Regions from separate parts of the Drosophila melanogaster genome. Here region 2 is linked to region 1. Evidence: chromatin contacts called from public Hi-C data. All regions are on one chromosome and are shown on one strand. The core of a region is the stretch at or near the end of the contact, and the rest is flanking DNA. Distances in the headings are between cores, read along the strand shown.

Evidence for each region. Hi-C and Micro-C count contacts between places; a contact is called where the count stands out from the background.
Region 2: a Hi-C map of the S2 cell line shows a contact between it and region 1, with 4 times the contacts expected there. The contact joins the promoter of cana here to the promoter of CG6287 in region 1. A contact is called at or near these places in 11 of 107 Hi-C or Micro-C datasets (the D17-c3 cell line, the Kc167 cell line, the S2 cell line and 2 more) and 2 of 6 datasets of contacts at active chromatin or transcription factors (both in the Kc167 cell line).

Annotation. Positions count from the first base shown.
Region 1 is chr2L:11,151,767-11,157,719 of dm6, reverse strand. CG6287 reads left to right here and starts at 1,999. Exons shown (of 6, transcript NM_135652.3): 1 at 1,999-2,202; 2 at 2,587-2,637; 3 at 4,156-4,310; 4 at 5,166-5,385; 5 at 5,449-5,581; 6 at 5,694-5,953. The coding sequence starts at 2,119. It overlaps Ca-beta (Ca2+-channel-protein-beta-subunit), which reads left to right. Exons shown (of 12, transcript NM_001273447.1): 12 at 1-525.
Region 2 is chr2L:11,267,610-11,273,116 of dm6, reverse strand. cana (CENP-ana) reads right to left here and starts at 3,337. Exons shown (of 11, transcript NM_001032076.2): 1 at 3,075-3,337; 2 at 2,877-2,999; 3 at 2,473-2,819; 4 at 1,584-2,419; 5 at 1-432. The coding sequence starts at 3,213. It overlaps cmet (CENP-meta), which reads left to right and starts at 4,115. Exons shown (of 12, transcript NM_080254.3): 1 at 4,115-4,409; 2 at 4,485-4,607; 3 at 4,665-5,011; 4 at 5,065-5,507. The coding sequence starts at 4,271.

The sequences.
Region 1 (5,953 bases), core at 750-3,249:
AGGTGATATAACTAATTTTCAGAAAGTAAATTTGAACAGCGCACGACAAATACAGATACCTAATTGAAATTGTTAGCCACATTCAGGAGAGGGAGGGTTTAAAAGGTCAGATGGGAGAACACCTCCCATCCCCTAGAGAATTTGAATGGGGTTGACCAAGGCACTGGAGGCGCTTTAACGAGGAACAAATTGAAATTTAAATATATAACGGAACGCAGCAAACGATACACAAGCACTTCTTGTAAAAAGTGGCAAAGCAAAATGATCTATGTATTAGCTAAACCTAAATGAAATATTACTTTTTAATACTAGCATAAAGTTAAAAACAAAACTAGATACGATCCTTTGCAGCTAAGAAGGGGACAAGCGGAAAACTTAAGTTTAAATGGTCAGTTGATGAGAAGTGTGTATGTTAGAATATTGCACATAATTCACAGAACTGGTAATTCAATATATTATAATGGTATATATTAAAAAAGATACACACATTTATAGAGCTGCATATATAAATATGTATGTATGTTCTTGCCATAATTAACAAAATTTAAACCGATAAAGATACATCAGCCGGCATTTTGTAAGCGTGAAATCCAAAAACTAATTAAAATAATATTGATTAAAAAATAACTGATTATCCCAGATATTGTTAGATACTTTCTGGTAACGGAAAGGTGAACTTTGCCATGAAAATTTCATCAGATCTGATAGGAATATGTTGAAGATATTTTGTAAGATGCCTTAAATTTCTCAACTCAAGTTCTTTGAAAGTTTTCGAAAACTAAACTTGATAAATTCATATATTCCATTACATAACCTTCTAGCAGACGGACAGAGGTCTGCAAAGAAGTAAAACTGGTTTGCTTCAAAAGTATAGCAATTTTTTTGTAATAATAAACTCTTATTTCCGATTATAATAAAACAAATGAAAACCAAACCAAGCAATTTCGATTTGTTGACACTCTTGAAAACTATAAAAAAAAAACACAAACATACAAACAAGTTTTATAGCAAGCATACTGAAACTTTAAAGATACGCCTATATATAATTAAATTTAGCGGTAATAACTTCTCTACTTTTCAAAGCCACTTAAATAAGAAAAGCAAACCTTATTTTTTTAGCCTAAATAACTTATTGAACTGGAATAGAAGGTGGAAAATTTGACAAGAGCACGCATGAAATTTCCGTAATCAATATATTATTAACCAAAGATCCCCACACCGAATACCCTGGAAAGATAAAAATGAACTATTGGTGGAAATATCAACACCGCTCCCAATTTATATAGAATATTTTATACATACAAAACATATACATATTGTAAAAAATGAGAAAAACGGTAACTAAAATCCAATCAGCAATTTTCAAAAATTGTATGTAAATAGTTAATGATATTTCAATTTGTTACCTAATTATTTTGTTAACAACTTTGTAAGATTCCTTTAATTTAATGTTAAGGATGAATACCTGCCATCACCTTGACGACATTTTGTTGTTTTCGTTTTCATTTTCCGCATTCAAATGTTGTTCACAATATGTTTTTGGAAAATACGTAGTTAAATGAAAGCTAAATTGCAAATAAAAGCAAATACAATAAAAATATTAAAAATAAATGCAGTCTTATCTATTCGGCGTGAGTTTGATTATATGGGTAAGTACTTTTTTTTGAACCCTATTAGAAAGTAAATAAATGCATAATACAATTAAAGTTAGAAAGCTTGCCATATTTTTTTACAAAAGCTGAAATTTTTAAATCATTTTTAATCACAGGGTCGTCCGTGGGTTAAAATTGTTGTTTTGCGTGCAAAAATCGAAAACAACTCACACACGCACACTCAAGAAGAACAAATCGCGCGAGAAGAAGGAGAGAACTTTAAGATCCAAGTGGCGCTCTCCGATCCTCTCAGTGGTTTGGTTATCACCCAGAAAAAACAACAATCGCACTGCACCGGCGAGAGGCATTCGAAGTCAGGTTCGATGGCCCGAGAAACCCACTCTCGAAGTCAGTTCAATTTGTTTGCTCGGCGGCGCAGATCGTGAGTTGCGGAAAGTAATTGGCAAAAATTAACGCAATCTACCGGTTGTCCAGATTTTTCAGTGTATTCATTACCCACCCAAATATGCCCCTCAATATAAGAAAAGTGCTGGTCTGCGATGCTGTGGACAAATCCTGCGTGGAGCTGCTGGAACAGCATGGGATTAAGGTAAGGTTCGCCAATCCCCTGACGTGACAGTCGATTATTTGTTGGAGTAAGCAAAAGCTTACACCCATACAAGTGCTCAAAAGTACAGTGCGCCCTCGGATAAAAATACAAATAATTAAACTAAGTATAACCACACAAAAAATGTTTTTTCGACGAAAACTAACACTAAAAAGATATTAAATATTTGAAAGTCTATGCCTACAATGCAATTCATTTAAATTAAGCTATTCGATTGCTTTTACTTATCGAGTACACACTGTATGTGAATTTGCAAGCATGTAAAAGCGCTTAGAAGTGGACAAATAGAAAATAAGTGCATTTAATTTATTGCACAATTTAATCAACGTTGTTGACCATATATTTTCCTTCTTTTTTTTTGACAAGGTTACCTACAAACTAAAGCTCCCCGTGGAGGAACTGTGTCAGGAAGTTAAGGTAAGTGGCTTAGGGATTTCAGTACAGGTAAATAAGTAAATACATACACACGTTCAGATGTATATGAACGAGTTAAGTCGCTGGGATGAAAGCTTTGCGAATGATTCAAGTGTGGTTAAAAACATGTGCAACGCTCTGAGATATGGGTGCATTGTATATGTGTGTGTACATATATGATAGTACGCGTGGGCGTTACATAATAATAACATTTCAATTAGTCTGTAACTAAGCAATCTAAGCACATCAAACCGAAAGTATATTTCAAAACTACTGCAGTATGGAGATTGTATTTAACAAAATTAAAACTAATGATAAGGAATTGACCCCTTTTTTTAACATTATCATCTTTGTTATGGAATATAGAATGTTTTTACAAATCTTATTTTCCTTGTCTCCAAACTTTAAGCCTTATTGGGTTAATGGCTAAGAGAATATTTTCACCGCAGTTATAAAGATAAAATAAACAAAAACTAGAAAAAAACATTTTGTGGCTTCTTCAAATCAAAATCAATTACTCTCATAATTTATTTAAATTTGTTTTCTCTTGCACGAAAACAGCTTTAAATTTTGACAAGCATGTTTGTCTCAATTAGTTAAACCGCTTCATGTCTGTATGGGCACGAATGCATGTTTTGAATTTTATTTGATTTAGAGACGGATACTTTTAATTGGTGATTTTATTGAATAACATAAAAGCAAATTGCAAGGGTCAGAAAATAAGTACTTGACAACAAATTTTTTTTCACGTTCGCAGAGAGAAAAAGAATTTAGTCTGAACCAAATGGTTTTTATACCCGTTAGATTCTTTGAAATTTATGTAACAGGTAGCAGGAAAGCATATAAAGTATTATATATATATTATTGATTAGATTCATTGGCCAAGTCGGTATGTCCGTCCTTCTGTCCGCCCGTCTGAACGCAAACTACCACGCCCACAATTTTGACAATTTCTATCGATATACCAAAGAATTTTTGTAATTTCGCTCGTTCGCACTCCCACAAACCAAATAACGGGTATCTGCTAGTCGAGTATCTCGACTATATTATTCTCTATTGTTCATTTTAAACTGCCCAGCATTTTAAACCACTTTTCGAAATGCACTTTCAGATTTTATTCTACAAAATAAAAAAAACTATTCCTTTTAAATGGCAATAATCTGCTGTGAACAATTGGGCCAGACATTGTTATCACCATTTATTACTATCGGTCCAATAGTTCTTATCAATCAAACGGCCGATCAGACGATGTTGCCTCAACATTAAATAAATTGTTTCCAGTAGGATCACAAATTGCCGGAAAATATCAAGAGGTTCAATAATCTTAGCCAGAAACATACATACGCCAGACGAATTGCTTTTATTTATGATAAAGTACAGGTGTTAGGTGGTATCAATCACGTTTCCAGAAGAAAGCAGTAATCGATGCCATCCAGATGGCCAGGGAAATGAGTTAGGCAATTAGATGACAAATATTTATATTTACCCAGTTGCTAATTATTAAATTACACCGCATTTCAGAATTTCGACGCAGCCATCGTTCGTTCGGATACCAAAATAACCGCGGAAGTTTTGGCCGCCGGATCCGGCAGCCTGAAGGTCGTTGGCCGTGCGGGGGCGGGTGTTGACAACATCGATGTTCCCGCAGCCACAGCGCAAAATGTCGTTGTCCTGAAGTAAGTGCTCCGTAAGCCTCCGGTGCATTGCAGGGCGGGAAAAGAGTAGCCACGAACACTATGCCACAAGACCAACTTGTATTTGTAGCTGAAAGTCTGATATAGAAAGTACAAACAGTACAAAGTACTTATTTATGGTTAATTAGAGCTCTTGCCATGCAATATATTTCATGGATATTTTACCATTCTGTTTATAGTTCAAGTTGGTAAACAATTCAATCCATTTTCGGCTCCGATTTCATTTATTTGCATTTTTAAACAGTTTCTAATTTATGGAACGAAAATATTAATTAGTTGTTCTCGGAAATGAATTTATGTAGCCCTTTATGGCAGATTTATCAATTGCGAGGAAATATTACTGTTCAGTAAAATTGTGGTAATCTCAATAATGATCATAAACATGGGTATTCAAACTAGCAGTGTTTTATGGTATGCAGCGTAGTGTAATCTCCGATGGCGCAGCTCACAAATAATTATGCGCATTCCGAATCGCAGGATTGGCAGTTGATATGCCATCCCAGCCCAGAATACCCATGACTTGGGTCAATTGACGCCGTTTGACACGCATAATTAAGGGACGACGAGTGTCGATGGAGTTGCGTGGGTGTTTGGGTGGCTATGGGTTGTGGGTGGTGGGTGCTGGGTTGGCCACATCCATGTCAGATGTCCTGGAAAGCTGGAAAATTGCCATATTTCCCACCTCCCATTCAATTCTTTTTTGGCGGAATTTGCATAATGCTGTCTAGTCACAACAAACGCCACCCATTTGCCCACCAGAAACGCTCAACTTAGCGCAACAGCTAGTGTCTAGCGAGGCATTTAGGGAATGTTTAACTAAACTCTCGTCGCTTTCAGCACTCCGGGTGGCAATTCCATTTCGGCCTGTGAGCTGACGTGCATCCTAATTGGCTCCCTGGCCCGTCCCGTCGTCCCCGCCGGTCAGAGCATGAAGGAGGGTCGCTGGGACAGGAAGCTCTATGCCGGCACAGAGCTGTATGGAAAAACCCTGGCCGTTCTCGGATTGGGACGCATTGGACGCGAGGTCGCCATTCGGATGAAGACCTGGGGCATGCGGGTGTGTTTTGAATGGGGTATTTACTTATTTTGGAATTTTAATCGAACTCTGAGTGCTTTGCAGATTATTGGTTACGATCCCATCACCACGGAGGCTGAGGCCAAGGCGGCGGGCATCGAGAAGATGACGCTGGAGGAGATTTGGCCACTGGCGGACTACATAACCGTGCACACGCCGCTGATCCCAGCCACCAGAAGTAAGTCGCGCATTGATAGAATATTTATAAGAGATTAAGAGATTAACATTTAACAGCAGTATGCATAAAATTCAAGCTAAACTATATAGATTTCTTTGCTGAATCCCATCAGATCTCATATCGGCGGAGACACTGGCCAAGTGCAAACAGGGCGTTAAGGTGGTGAATGTGGCCCGGGGCGGCATCATCGACGAGCAGGCCGTGCTCGATGGCCTTGAGAGCGGAAAAGTGGCCGGCGCGGCCTTCGACGTTTATCCCGAGGAGCCGCCAAAGTCTGCGGTCACCAAGGCCCTCATCAGTCATCCCAAGGTGGTGGCCACGCCGCATCTGGGCGCGAGCACTTCGGAGGCGCAGGTCCGTGTTGCCGTGGAG
Region 2 (5,507 bases), core at 2,088-4,587, 110 kb before region 1:
AACTGATCAAACTGGCAGGCGACTGAGTCCAGTCCTGAGGCACTCGCTAGGGGCAGTAGCCGTTCCAACTCCAGGCACTTGTTGCAGATCCGCTCGCAGCTGGACTCAAGCTCGGGGCACATGGATCGCATTTGATCCTCCTTGCTGTTTCGCAACACATCCCGAGATAGCTCCTCAAGGGACTGTTGCAGACTTACTATGGTCGAATCTTTTTCGGAGATGGAGGAGAGAAGTTCTTCCTCCATTTGCTTCGACTTGGCCTTGTGTGTTTCGAATTGCTCCCCTAGATTGACTGCCTTGCCGTTCTCCATCTCCAGCCGCTCAATTGTCTCCTTTAGCCTCTTCACCTGCTCCTCGTACTTCTCGATCGTCTCCTTTGCTACCTGGTTGGATGCAGTAAGCGCAGAGATCTCGGTCTGCGGGGCATCGCAGCTGTAATTGATAGGAAAATTGAGGGATTTGAATGAATACGTAAATTCAGGAACTCCATAAATATACTTTAACTCTATTTATATTTCCAGTGCGCGCATGGCTACGAAAAGCTATTTACTCTGCCTAGCTAAATGGGTGCTGTCTGAGGGAATCCGGCGTTCACAAAAAACCACTAAAAATAGAAGCAGCTGGCGGCATTCAAGTTGAAGTTGCACCAGGCGAGATGTGTGGGTTACGCGAACATGGTCAAAGAAATAGAAGCGTTTTTAAAGATTCAAATCTAAACACCTTTCACAAATTGTTTATTTTCGCAAACGAAACAGAAGTGCAACTGCACTGTGCTATTATTTTGAGCGCAGATCTTTTACCCAAGTCACTCACTCACTCACTCACTTTTTCGGTTTCGGTTAGCCAATCTATATGCGTTACATCACAGTCTATAACGTTGGTGGATCGACAGTAGGGCCGACGTCATCGATCACCCAAGACGATCGGGGGAGGAGCGCGAGAGCGATGGGCGGAGGAAAAGCGTGCTGACTGACGGACAGCGGCAAATACAATGAGCATTGCGGAATTCCAGCGATCAAATTATCAAGAAGTTGGCCAGTTAACTACCTTGTCGATCGGCTGACTGCCTTATCGCGCTTCCAGGGCCACAAAGCGATCGTAGCTGGGGCGTCACATCGCATCCAGCCGAGTCTATTCGCAAAACTGGCTCACAACAGGCGTCGCCTCGCCTCTTTCCGCTCCCGGATTCTCCCCCAGAAATCTTTCCTTCTCGACGGCTATTTGCGTTGGCGTTTGTTTTGTTTTCGATTTCTTCGCGATCGGACTCCCAGTTGAGACAGCTTGCCCTCTTCGCTGCGACTGCTGCGAGAAAGCAAGAAGAGCGAGCGAAGACCGCACGAGAAGACAGCCGAGTAGAAGAGCACGCCGCACTCGTCTCCACCTCGTTTTTAGTTCAGGTGTCAGGTGAGTGCGCGCAAGAGGTGAGTTGGTATGTTCAAAATGCGCAAAATTGCTTACTTAAAGTACTTTTCAAAACGATATAGTCGCGTAGAATACTATGTAGTTTCGTTTGTTTAACTCATTTGAATCTTTTTATAACTCTAGATCTAAAAGTAAAATAAATAATTCATAAATTTACTTACTTCGGCACCGACTCCTGATACTTTTTTGACATCATTACTGAAGGAATTCTGCTAGCTGTCTCTCTTCCCAACTGTTTCGCCCGGCCAGGCATAGTGTCCATATTATCCGTTTGTAACCTTTTCTCCTTTAGGGTTTTACAAATGCCTTTGGCTTTGGGAGCAATCCCCCGCCGCTGAAACAAGGGTTTCGGCAGGTTAGTCAGCTTCGAAGGACGCGGTAGACGGGACTCCTCTGGCTCAGGCAATGCGAGAACAGGAGCGTCGCCTTCTGAGCCTGAGGCGGTTAAAGTCCAAGTACGACGACGCTTCTGGAGGCGATAGTCGTCAAGCGAGGCGCTGGAAACGATCTTCAACATGTCGCGCTTGATGCGACCTTCCAATTCCTGCAATACCAGCTGGCTCTCATTCTTGATCTTCTTCTTAGCAAGCTTATCCTTCAACATACTGATCCCGCGATCAAGTTGCCTCATCATCGTGGTTTCAGAGTCTATCTTGCAGACCTGCGGCTTGCAACGAATTTTTTTGGCACACGTGCCGAAGCTTATAGTGGATGACGACTCCTCCACGAACGATGGCGTAATTGTACAGATGATAGAGGTCAAAACATTTCCACCCAGCGAAGGCAGCATGATGCGCGGAAGTTTCGAATCGCGAAAGCTATTCGGCTTGCTATCTACACTCTCGGAGAGGCTCTTAACCAAGTTGCGAAAAATCATAAGGCTGGATGCGTGGTCCGCGGGGTCCACCTGTTCGGATCCAGCCAGATCCACCAGGCTCAGTACGCTCTGCTTTACGGTGTCGTTATCACTGTGGTCCGACTTTCGGGACTCAATGATCTGTAGAAATAATCTTGCATATTATATGATTAATACAAGAATCTAGCACTCACTATCCTGAAGATGGCGTGCGAACGACTGGACCGCTCGTTCATGTTGGTCTCGCCCACGACGCGCTCCTTGTTGCCCATGTAGAGCTGGCGCAGGAGGTCGTCCTCGCTGGTTACGATGGACTCCTTGCAGTTCACATTCACAATCCCATTGCCGGACTCATGGATCTTGAGGTCCTGATTCTTCTTGTTCAGCAGATCGTAGATCTTCTCGTTGTAGATCTCGATGTAGCCCACGCGCAGCAGAAAGTCCCGCTCCGTCTCACTGGAGATCTGTTGAAAGATCTCCTTGGCGGCTAGCACCATGACGCCCGGATTCTGTTCGTCGCCCATCATGGTGTACGTCTTGCCTGAAATGCATGCCCGGTTTTAGGTATACCGCCGCGTATATATAGCACAGTACCCACCCGACGACGTCTGGCCGTAGGCAAAAATAGTTCCGTTGGAGCCCTGCATGCAGGCGTGCACTATGTGCTTGGCCATCCGGTCGAACACCTCCTGGTTGCTGGCGCCCTCGTCGAACACATAGTCTGCCAAACGGAATGGAATGTAAATGAGATAAAGGTCTTGTAGATCAGGATACGCTCAACGCTCTAACCACTCACCGAAGACATAGGGCTCCGCATGGCTGTCCGCCAACTGGATGGAGCGGCCCTCCTTCACCTGCCAGAGTGAAGTGAGCCCGGGCTCGCAGGGACGCACCTTGATGCAGACCTGGATGGAGCTGGCGTTCTTCGTAGACATCTTTGCGACTTGTGGGAAACGTGTTTGACATGCACAATGAACAGACACAAACAGATTTTAACGTTTTATAAAAGCTAGTTTGATCGACATGTTAGTTTCTCTTTGTAAATTCGAACAAATACCGCTTCGGAAGCGAACCAGATCGAAATACGGAACCAGTAAATAGGCGCGAGCCAGTTCAATTTAAAAGTTTGAGGAGCTTTCGGCGAATATGAAAATATAATCCAATAGGCTTCGAACATAAAACTTTTTCCGAGCTTTTTCGTGATATATAATATAGATTATTATTATCTATATTTCCAAAATAGTAAAGACCGCTAAATTAAATGCTTACTTACAGACAGACAAAAGCTGAGGGGATTGTTTAATGCATACAGAAGAATACTGTCTGATATAAACATGAGATTTCATTGGAATAATAATCCCAGTTGTTCACTATTAAAAAAAATAGGAAAATTGAAAATTTGGAAAATATTATAGTGGTTATATTAGGGAGCTTAGTTATAATTTATTTCAAATATTTGTTTTGGAATCAAATACTTTCCACATTATATGTGTGCTATGAATAGAAGTTATGAATTAGTAGAAAAAATACGAACTTATATGAAATTTAAACCGTAGTTTTCGCATGTATTTAAGAGCTTGTTCTATTTTCTGTTTGACCTTAAAGTATTGAGTCATAGAACTTTGTTAGTTAGCATGCCCTACCAATAAGAACACAACGTCTTAGAATATATATATGCCGTAGCGACCCTTGATCAGGAATGTTAATGCAGCCCTGTGGGATAAGAACATAATGTGTTTCTGTTTTTATTTTTGCAGCCCTATTTGGAACTATGATAACAATCGATGAACCGATTTATCTATCGAGTCGTTAGCGCCACTCGAAGATATCGAAGCATATACATCCCTGATTTTGCAAAGCGGCATTTGTTCGAATTTAACGAGCAACAAAGATGTCGATCAATGTTTGTTTACTGTAAAACATTGAATTTTATGTTTGTTTATGAACTGCGTTCTGTTTATCATAAAGCATTGAGACCAAGAAGGCGCCAAGATGTCTGCGAAGAACGCCAGCTCCATCCAGGTCTGCATCAAGGTGCGTCCCTGCGAGCCCGGGCTCACTTCACTCTGGCAGGTGAAGGAGCGCCGCTCCATCCACTTGGCGGACAGCCATGCGGAGCCCTATGTCTTCGGTGAGTGGTTAGAGCGTTGAGCGTATCCTGATCCACAAGACCTTTATCTCATTTACATTCCATTCCGTTTGGCAGACTATGTGTTCGACGAGGGCGCCAGCAACCAGGAGGTGTTCGACCGGATGGCCAAGCACATAGTGCACGCCTGCATGCAGGGCTTCAACGGAACTATTTTTGCCTACGGCCAGACGTCGTCGGGTGGGTACTGTGCTATATATACGCGGCGGTATACCTAAAACCGGGCATGCATTTCAGGCAAGACGTACACCATGATGGGCGACGAACAGAATCCGGGCGTCATGGTGCTAGCCGCCAAGGAGATCTTTCAACAGATCTCCAGTGAGACGGAGCGGGACTTTCTGCTGCGCGTGGGCTACATCGAGATCTACAACGAGAAGATCTACGATCTGCTGAACAAGAAGAATCAGGACCTCAAGATCCATGAGTCCGGAAATGGGATTGTGAATGTGAACTGCGAGGAGTGCATCATAACCAGCGAGGTTGACCTCCTGCGCCTGCTATGCTTGGGCAATAAGGAGCGCACCGTGGGCGAGACGAACATGAACGAGCGGTCCAGCCGTTCGCATGCCATATTTAAGATAGTAAGTGCAGCCTGCTATTTTCTTTCCGATAATCTGCAACATGTATCCCACAGATCATCGAGTCCCGAAAGTCGGACCACAGCGATGACGACGCAGTGATTCAAAGCGTGTTGAACCTGGTGGATCTGGCTGGGTCAGAGCGGGCGGACCAAACGGGTGCTCGAGGAGCGCGCCTCAAAGAGGGCGGTCATATAAACAAGAGCTTACTTTTTCTCAGTAACGTTATCAAAAGTCTGTCGGAAAACGCGGACAATAGATTTACCAACTACCGCGATTCCAAGCTGACGCGCATTCTGCAGGCTTCTTTGGGCGGCAATGCATTCACATCCATCATTTGCACAATCAAACCATCGATCATGGAAGAGTCGCAGTCTACCCTTAGTTTCGCCACGCGAGCCAAGAAAATTCGCATTAAGCCCCAAGTCAACGAGATGGTATCTGACGCCACAATGATGAAGCGGCTGGAGCGAGAAATAAAGGTGCTTAAGGATAAGCT